Linked DNA regions of Triticum aestivum: region 2 is linked to region 1. A link is a contact called in public Hi-C data. All regions are on one chromosome and are shown on one strand. The core of a region is the stretch at or near the end of the contact, and the rest is flanking DNA. Distances in the headings are between cores, read along the strand shown.

What was found. A called contact is a pair of places that touch in the nucleus more often than the background predicts.
Region 2: a Hi-C map of leaf shows a contact between it and region 1, with 4 times the contacts expected there. The contact joins the promoter of LOC123112791 here to the promoter of LOC123112790 in region 1. A contact is called at or near these places in 1 of 5 Hi-C or Micro-C datasets (leaf) and 1 of 1 datasets of contacts at active chromatin or transcription factors (leaf).

Annotation. Positions count from the first base shown.
Region 1 is chr5B:502,149,958-502,154,728 of IWGSC CS RefSeq v2.1, forward strand. LOC123112790 (probable 6-phosphogluconolactonase 4, chloroplastic) reads left to right here and starts at 2,825. Exons shown (of 3, transcript XM_044533884.1): 1 at 2,825-3,224; 2 at 3,323-3,458. The coding sequence starts at 2,869.
Region 2 is chr5B:502,364,659-502,369,429 of IWGSC CS RefSeq v2.1, forward strand. It overlaps LOC123112791 (rab GTPase-activating protein 22), which reads left to right and starts at 2,463. Exons shown (of 5, transcript XM_044533886.1): 1 at 2,463-2,949; 2 at 4,439-4,574; 3 at 4,696-4,745. The coding sequence starts at 2,675.

The sequences.
Region 1 (4,771 bases), core at 1,575-4,074:
TTGAGAAGAGAAGGGTCACGAAGCTGGTTTGAAAAAGCTTTTTCCACCAAGAAATGTAGAGTGGGGCGTCCGAAGAAACTAAACAAGTATTGAGTTCTATTTGCTTCAACTGCTAGGACCTAGAAATCCCTTTTAAAAGTTAAAAATGGCCGACGAATCATGTAGAACACATCATTAATTTTTAGGGTGTCTCTGCGACGAGTTCGCCTTGTCCCTTATGACCACCAACCTCAAAGCAACGCTATGCTCATAATTCTTTTTGGTGTATCCAGAGTTAGGAGGGGGTGATTCTCATATGCCATCTGGTTCATGGTGGTTTAGAAGCTTCTTTAGTTCCTTGCACCCGAGGAAAAGGTGGACTCCATCCTCATTACAACGACCACATATTTGATATACCTGATTAGTTTTTATACCTCGGTGTAAAATTCTCCAACAAATAGAAAGAATGTTGTGAGCAATGCGCCACACATATGACCGCACTTTCAACAAGGGCACTCCAAATCTCATTCACGCTAAAGTGATAACCTTAATGATGTCGCATTGCTTTCTCATGCACTATTTTCTTGGTACATTCTGTAGGGAAACTTGACAATGAACCTTCCCTTTATTTCAAAGTGTTTTGTCCATTCATGCTCCATATATTCCTTGAGAGGTATAGTCAGGATCAACTTTTGTCGTGTCCCTATAACATTTCGTGTACGAGTTGTGTGTCCCACCTCAAATTGTAACACACGGTGTTACCGGTTGGCACAACCATAACCGGGGCAGCCAATGCTCATCCCCAGTTTTCACCGTTGCACCATCCCCAACTCGCTGATTGACCCCCCCCCCTAACAAATCAATCACCTTCAAAATGATATGGCGAGTGTGGGACATGTCTTCCTTTGGTTGTGGTTCCAGAACATCTCTATCTGGGTAATACTTAGCTTTCACAACTCGTGCACAGAAGAAGGGATGATTTCTAAGTAAGTGACAACCTTGTTTTGCCAACATGGCCATACTAAAGGCATACGAATCCTTATATCCAAGCCCATTGTCCTTTTCTCATTGTGTTAACTTACTCCAACTCAACTAGTGGAATTTGTTCTAACTCCCTTGATGTGCCCAAAAATACCCATCAATCATACTCCCCATCTGTTTGCACATGCCCTAGTCAGGTTTCTTTACCAGCTTTAGAAGAAGTCTTCTTGTACAACCATGGATTGTTGCCTAAATCTGATCCTTCAAACAACCAACAGTCTAGCTCGTAGAATTTGCCACATAGACAAGCAATACCAAATATTTCTCGTTTCTTGATTCCCCATTTAAACCTAATTCTTGCAACTGCATTTGTCCCCCCCCCCCCCCTACGAACTTGCTAAACATGATAGATAGGTTAATCCACTGTTTGTCCCAAGCAAACCTCACAGAGTTAGAATATCTTGCCGGTCATACATACTATCTTCATTGACTTTAAGAAGAATTTTATTTGAGGATAAATGACTTTAAGAAGAATTTTATTTGAGAATAAAGGAGAGGTTTCAAAGATGGAGATCATGGATAATGTACGTTTGACGGTTGGACGTTGGCATCCCCCTAGTTATTATTGTGACGCATTGAGCCAATGGCAAGGAAGATACACAAGTTCGAAAAGTTTATTGAATGATGCATTTGGTGGTACCATGTTACCGTTTTTATTATGTTGTCGCGTAATAAAACTGGCATTAACTTTTGGTGGTAACTTTGCTCATTGAATTCTGGGCATATCATTCTTTGTAAAAGCTTGAGGGCATTTATCCCTTGGATAAAACAGAAGCTAAGAATGTTCTTTACAACAACTTTTAGTTAAGAATTGCTTGGAACAGAAAAAATCCATAGGAATGAATCTGTGAAATGTTCCCAAGGCGACCTTTTGTTCGTTGATTAACTTTATAAATAACTATAGGAATTCTGCCATTTCTCTACCATTTGGGGGGATTATTAACATCTGCACAAACATTATGTTTTCATTCCTTGTATTGTCTATCCTACGTTTGAAACAAGCCATGAATGTATGTATGTATTTTTGTTGTTGAATATATGTATGTTGTTTGGTGCCAAAACTAGCCTTGCCAAAAAATATATTCGCCCATCACATATTTTGAATCTGTTTTTGATCTTTTGCCAAAACACACACATAATTTTCAATGAGTATCCATCTACTCCTATTTCTCTTACAAATTCTTGGCAAACTAATTGGCCCAAGAGCAACTCCAACGAGGCGTCTTATTTCGTCCGCCGCCGTCCGTTTGGATTCGCGCGGACAAAAGAAGAGGACTAACGCGCCGACCCAAACCCAAAACGCGTCCGCTTTGCGTCCGCGCCGACGCATTTGCGGCCCAAATTTGCGCCCCAAATGCGTCGGTGCGGACGCGGAACGAACACCACGCGTGCCTTCTCGATGTTCGCCGCGGCTCCACCTGGCGGTCGCCTAACTACCCGTCACCTTGCCGGTCAGCTTAATTTATGACCTCGGACTCACGTGTCAGCGACGACGGTCATCTTTTTTTAAGCTGACCTTGTGGCGGGGCCGTCCTTTTTTATTACACCGTCGAAATGGGTCGCATCAGTGTTGGGCGCACGTGCTGACCCAGAAACGGACACTCGTGTCTGCCTGACTAACCCAAAAGAACAAAAGGCGGTCAAATTCACCATCAGTTTGGTCGGCCGTTGAGTTGCTCGGGCAAAGGAACGGCGAATTTGGAACATTTTGAGGAGTGCTGGGCGCACTTTCTTCGCCTGGCTTTCTCCGCACGCCGGCCGTCTATCAGGATCTCAACGGTACAAAACGCGGCGAGCCTCACCACCCACCTGTCGCCTCCGCCACCAGCCCCACACCCCGCATATAACATGTCCACCTCCATGTCCGTCTCCGTCTCCGCCGCCGCATCTTCCTCCCTGCCTCCCCTCCTCGCCCGCCGCCGCTCGCCGCCGGCGTCCCTCGTCCCGGTCCGGAGCCTCCGGTCCTGCCCCCGTCCCCGCCTCCTCTCCTCCGCGCGCACGACCCCCGTCCTCCTCCCCGCCGCCGCGATGGCCGCCCCGGCCCCCGCCGCCTCCTCGAAGAGGGACCTGCTCATCTTCGACGCCGAGGAGAACCTCGCGGTGGCCCTGGCCAAGTACACAGCGGATATTTCCGCGAAGTTCGCCGCCGAGAGGGGCGCCGTCACCGTCGTGCTCTCCGGCGGATCCCTCATCTACGCCCTCAGGTTCGTTCCCGCCCGTCCTCCCCGGAGATCGCTCGTTCTCTGGCTGCTCGGGGTCTCCCGGATCGCGTGAGGATCCCTGATTTCTTTTGGCTTCGCAGGAAGCTGACGGAGGCGCCGTACCTGGAGACGGTTGACTGGAGCAAGTGGCATGTGTTCTGGGTAGACGAGAGGGTCGTGCCCAAGGACCACGAGGATAGCAACTACAAGCTCGCCCTGGATGGGTTCCTCTCCAAGGTATTCCCCACGGGTTCTTCCTAGATTTACCCCTTTCAACTGCCGGTTATCTACCCATTTAGGCCTTTCCTATCGTAAGGTAGGACATTTGGAGGATATAATTTATTTATTTTTTGCTTGAAAGTGATGGGGAGTTATGGAGGAACAGGATTATGGCAATGCCTGGATTGGTAACAGGTCATTTAGCTTCACCATGTTAGCCTCCGAATAAATTTGGGGCTGTTTGAGTGTATCCATGCCTAGTAAGAATTTCAGCGATTATATTTGTGAGAGCATATGGCCCCTCTCCTCCACACCGTGCATTTCTATATAACCATGCGCAACATATCTGGCTACAAAAGGTCATATTTAAACCTGTGTTATCAATTTATCGTACAAATTGTAGCGATGCTCATAATCATTTGCTTGTATGGCATCATGTCATATTTATGTTAACTTCAGTTGGAAATCATGCATGTGATCAGCTGTACAGATAACATGTGATTCTTGCAAAACGTGATCTTACATAAGTTCAGTTACATTTGTGACATTCAACCCTGTAAATCTGTAGCTTTTTCAAGTGATGCAACTTCCATTTTCTGCGAGAAGTTTAGTTAGTCCTTTCGATAGTGTGGACCGCCGTGCTTGAATCTATGGTAACAACTGCCGGTTTCCACCCATATAGGTCTTTCCTACGGTAATTTAGGGCATTTGGAAGACATAATTTGTGTCTTGTAGTGACGGGGAGTTGTAAAGGAATAGGATTATATGCTTGGATTTGGTAACAGGTCATTTAGCTTCACCATGTTAACTTTGGATAGATTTGGAGCTATATCTGAGTGTATGAATCCATGCCTTGTAAGAAATTTGGTGAGTATGAAAGCATATGGTGTCTCCTGTCGTGCACTTCTATATAAAATCATGTGCAGCATACCTGGCTAAAGAAGATCATAATTAAACTCATGTTATTAATTTATCATACAAATTCTAGTGATGTGCAAAGTCATTTGCATGTATGGCATAACGCCATATTTATGTTAGCTTACAACAACAACAACAACAACAACAAAGCCTTTAGTCCCAAACAAGTTGGGGTAGGTATGTTAGCTTCAGTTGGAAAATACCTAGACAGCTGGTACAGATAACATGCGGTTCTGGCTAAATATGGTCTTACATAGGTTCAGTTTATGTGACCTGGTAAAACATTTGCAAAGATCAATCCTGTAAATCTGCAGCTTTTTCAAGTGATACAACTTTCATTTTCTGTGACATGTTTAGTTGCAGTTCTTTAGATAGTGACACATTCTTACTTATGTATAATTGTTCCATTCTCA
Region 2 (4,771 bases), core at 1,213-3,712, 210 kb after region 1:
GGTTGTGGGATGCAGGGGCGGATGCAGGGGGGACGAGGGGGGCTAGACTCCCCCCAACGATCGCCTCGTCCCTTGACAGGTATGACTTGTTCGCTGATCTTTTTTACCTGTGCACTTGATCGTGATTGCTTTGCCCCCCCTATCCCTCTTCAGCCTTTTAATTAAGGTTAAGCCCGAGCCCATCTACAGCCCAATGCTAAGAATGCAAAGCAGGCCATCGTGGATGTTAGTTGTATTGGGCTAATAAAATTATATTAGGAGCCATATCGGCTTGGAAAAAGGCCATCGTGGAACTACGCACGCACATATGGCTGCTAATTTCGTTTCCAAGCCGCCAGGGACGACTGCTGCGATCGGATCTTTCCATCGGGCGGTCACGCCACTAGGGATTGCTGTGATCGAATCTTTCCCATCGCGCGGCCGTGCCGCCACCGAGAAGCGGAGAAGGGAAGGGGACGCCCGGACAGGGAGACATCGATCTACGGACCACAAACATGTTGCCGGAAGGCTTAACGCACTGATGAGCGGCAAAAACACAAGGGGAAAAAGGTCGTTTATGTTCAAATTAGATTAGTTCGTGCCTTCACAAATTATAGAAATATAGTCATACAGACTATAGGCATTAAAAATCAATTATACATTTTCTGTTTTTTATTTGTGCTTGTGTAGACAGTAGACATGAAGAGGAAGAAAGCGGAATTGATTCAAGATCCCAACCATCGAAACATGATGCCACTGCAAACGACGTGCAACCTACCGAAGGGGAGCAACCTAATCCGAACTAAGTCTAAAGATTTTTATTGATGTCATGAGGTAAGCAAGAATGATTTAGTTCCAAACATATATAATTTCTATGTCTCTTTAGAGGAAATGATGAATCTGAGGATTCCAAGAACCAAGGTAATAGCCGGACCAATATTTAATTGATATGCAAACTCCTAATCCAAAAATTATGCCACTATAAAATTTCACAAATCTACATCTCTTATGTCGTTGTATTTCTATCAGTGCTTAGATTTGCTATCTATTTTTTCTCTTACGAATTTAAGAGGGGGTTAATTTTGTTAATAAAATGATGTAAAGGGGGTTAACATAAGGGAAAAAAAAATCTCATGTGCCATTGTCTTCGCCCCCCCTATGCTTAAATCCTGGCTCCATCCCTGGTGGGATGCGATGGTGTTGGTGGTAGAGGATGAGAATGTGAAGGCGGAGGGAGGTGGTGGTAGTAAGGAGACCAGGGAGGCCAATAAGCAACATGAGTGGATGCCGTGATGGCAGATGACAGACGGGGGATTTGGGGAAGAAGTAAGACACGTTGACATGTAGGCCCCACCTTGAGGAGAATTTATGTAGCCCAATTTTTAGCAATTTTGTGTCTGTATGCGGAGGGGGGAAGCCTTCATATATTTTGGTGATCGTACTCTTGGCGATGAAAATATGCAGCATACATGCAAGCGAAGATATTCGAGCAATTTCAAGTGAAAATTCCATGCTCCTCGAGCAAGCGCGTTTTTCATTTTTGTACTAGCAGCAGCAGCTGGGCTTAAATAAGAAATTCTATTACCAGCACAATATTTTTGGCTTGCCAGCGCCACCAACGTAGATGCATGCCCGAGGAGCTTGGCAGCTACCATCGCGCCAAGGGGGCACAGGAGTACGTTGTTATCATGGCATGTCAGTACGTATTAATTTTGGCACGTAGCAGTGCCATCCATGAATGAACGAACGAACGGATGAACGCGCGCGACCAGTTCAAACAGAGAGCGGATGATAGACGAGTCCACGCAACAACAACAGCAGACATCTTCCGTTTCTCCCAAGCGAAAAATGCTTATTATGTCAACCGTTGACTTGACTGGCTACCTAAACACCAGATGGATCTTCCACGGGCTAAACGTGTCGGCCGACAGAGTCAAACTTCCATCGCATCCATCCCGCCCGCCCACGCCGTTTGGCAACTCCACCGCACACCACTATTGGCCTGTATACAACACAATAGAAATTCGAAGAAACTCTAGAACAAGCCGTGTGGATGGATATCCTCCCATTTCCCATCATCTACCAGATGTCTGACCCAAAGACTCAACCTTGCGACCAGGAGTACATCAACAAACCGATTTTTTATCAAAATGAGAAGGTAGCCAGTGAATGAGGATAAACATGGGTACAATAACTGAGAAAAAAAAAGGCAAAGATCTTGGGAAGTTGACCTAGAGAGCCGAGGACGCCGGCCGGCCGTGGGACTCTTCAATGCTGGGCCGTTGAGTGTCCTGCGATGCGTGTCCTAGCGGCGGTAGGTCTGGCCATCGATGCCGCGTGTCTCGCTGGCCGGCGGGCCCCGCGTGGCAGCCCGGACCGGGCCCGTTGAAGCGCGCACGGCACCCCCACCCACTCCCCTCTCTCCGTGTGTGTGTGTGTGTGGCTTTACTGGCGTCACATGCCCCCCCTCCCTCCCTCTCCCCTACCACTTCTGTCCATTTGCCAAAAGCTTAGAGTTAAAGCACGGTGGGGGAAAAACCGGATTAACCTGTGGCAGGCTCCGCGGCGCCGGCGACGAGATCCTGGGGCGGCGGGGATGGCGCCGGGGAGGCGGGGGCGGAGGCCGTGCTGCTGCTGCTAGTGGGAAAGCGTGGAGGGTAGTAGGTGGGTGAGAGGGACCGACGGACCGACGGACATGAAGGCCCTGCGGCGATCCAGCACCTCGACCTCTCCGTCCTCCTCCTCCTCGCCCACGGCCGCCTCGTCCCCGCCCTCCTCCTCCTGGATCCACATCCGCTCGCTCCTCGTCGCGGCCGCCTCGTCCAACTCCTCCTCCTCCTCGGCGGCGGCGGCGGCGGCCGCCGCGGCCGCGGGGAGCTCCGTGCCCGCCTTGGCGTCTGCTTCGGCGGCGGCGGCCGCGGCCTCGTCTTCGTCCTCGCCCGCCGCCTCCTCCTCGCCGCGCTCGGATCGGTGGGTTCCCTCCCCTCCCCCCTCTGGATTGGCCAAAGCCAGCGAGTAAAAATGCCAACTTTTTAGCCTTTCCGTAGCTTCTGATCTGGTGCTATGCACTCCGGCATACCTCGCTGTAGTTGAATTGGTGGCCTGGAGGCCACTGAAATGCTCGAATTTGTTTTTTTGCGTTCTGTTTCGATCCAGTCGAGCTTTACATTGCAGCCTCGATTAGAGTAGATCGTGTGGTGATGGCTTGGCTAAGTCCTTCAACCACTTGTCATTTCTACGAATGAGTTAGCTCTATACTTTATTCCAAATATGCCTCTTTTGTGAGTTTTAAGTATGCGAGGTATGGTCCGGCCTAGTGATAATGTTAGTGGTCAAATTACAGACTCCTTGGTCGCCTTAAGGAATTAGTTCAGGTATCGATGCGCATTGGTGTTCGAATCGAGAGGTAGCTTGCTTGCTGCCAGCTTGAATTTTGGTGTTTGAATCGAGTGGTAGCTTGCTTGCTGCTAGCTTGAATTAATAGCTACTACTTCAGGTTGCTTTTGTTGATTCTTAATGTTAGATGTCATGGTATGTAGGACCTTGGGGGTGACCTTGCCCCCCAAGGAAAGCAAAATTTTATCCCAAAATTATACTGAATAAAACTTTAAAAATTAGTAATACTGAATATGTTATGCTTTTGTTTGGTTTGATTGATAGTGAAGCTTTCACACTGAACGGCACGGCTACCTATAAAGTTGAGCTAGTTCCTTCTGTGCAATTGTGCTAACGTGGAGTTACGGAACGTTGTCAATCATGAACCATCTAAGCTTGTGTGCCACAAACCAGTTCCCAAAACACATACATTTAGGTTTTACTTATTATCCTGTTGCCTTTCAGCTTATTTGTTTTCACCAACGTAGTGATATAGTATAAAAAAACTACATATAAATGATCATACGTTCTCACTGAAGTAATTTCATCTATGCTGACCCGAAATTTTCTCTCAACCTGACTGCAGCCCCATTTCGAGCTTGAGCTTATATGTTAGAAATTAATGTAAGGTTTGGCTATATATGGTTGATTTGAAATATGGGTGAGCAGTATAAAACCTATTGATGCAGTTAACATTAACCTGTCCCAAAAGTTGCCCAATTTTAGTATAATAGTAATTTCGAAAACCGTAACTGCAGGGAACTTGTTCCATATGAAGCTGATTTGATAAACTAATCACCTCAGTTTTCTTAGCAGTAGCATCTTCTGTATGGCTAAGGATTTCTCATGCACACTGTTTTAAATTCAGTATGATGCATTTAAATAAGCATGAAATTATGATTGAACTAAGGACTTGAAGCATTCACTATTTAGGTGTCATATCTATCTGCCTATGAAGACGAAATATGCACGTCATGGCACTGTAGTATATACTAGCCAGCTAGTTGGTTTGCCGACTTTCCGTTTGTTGACCAACACCTCTGCTTATGCTCTTTGCTAAAAGCATATCAATTTCTTTTGTCAGGGGTGGAATTAAATCTCCATGGTCTCGAAGGAAAAGGAAAAGAGTACTTTCTCGTCAACAGTGGGATGGTCAATTTTCGGCCAACGGGAAACTTCGTGATGGGGGAAAGAAGGTCCTAAAGAAAGTTCGTAGCGGGGTAAGCATAGTTATCCATTTGCATTTATGTCATCCATGTGTAGTACCACTGAAACATTTTCTGCATCTTACAGCTCAATTCAGCCTACTGAAAGTTACATTTTTTTTTCCTATTGTACCAGGGTATTGAACCAGGCATTCGGGCTGAAGTTTGGCCCTTCCTACTAGGAGTGTGAGTTACTTGATCTCTTCTATTCT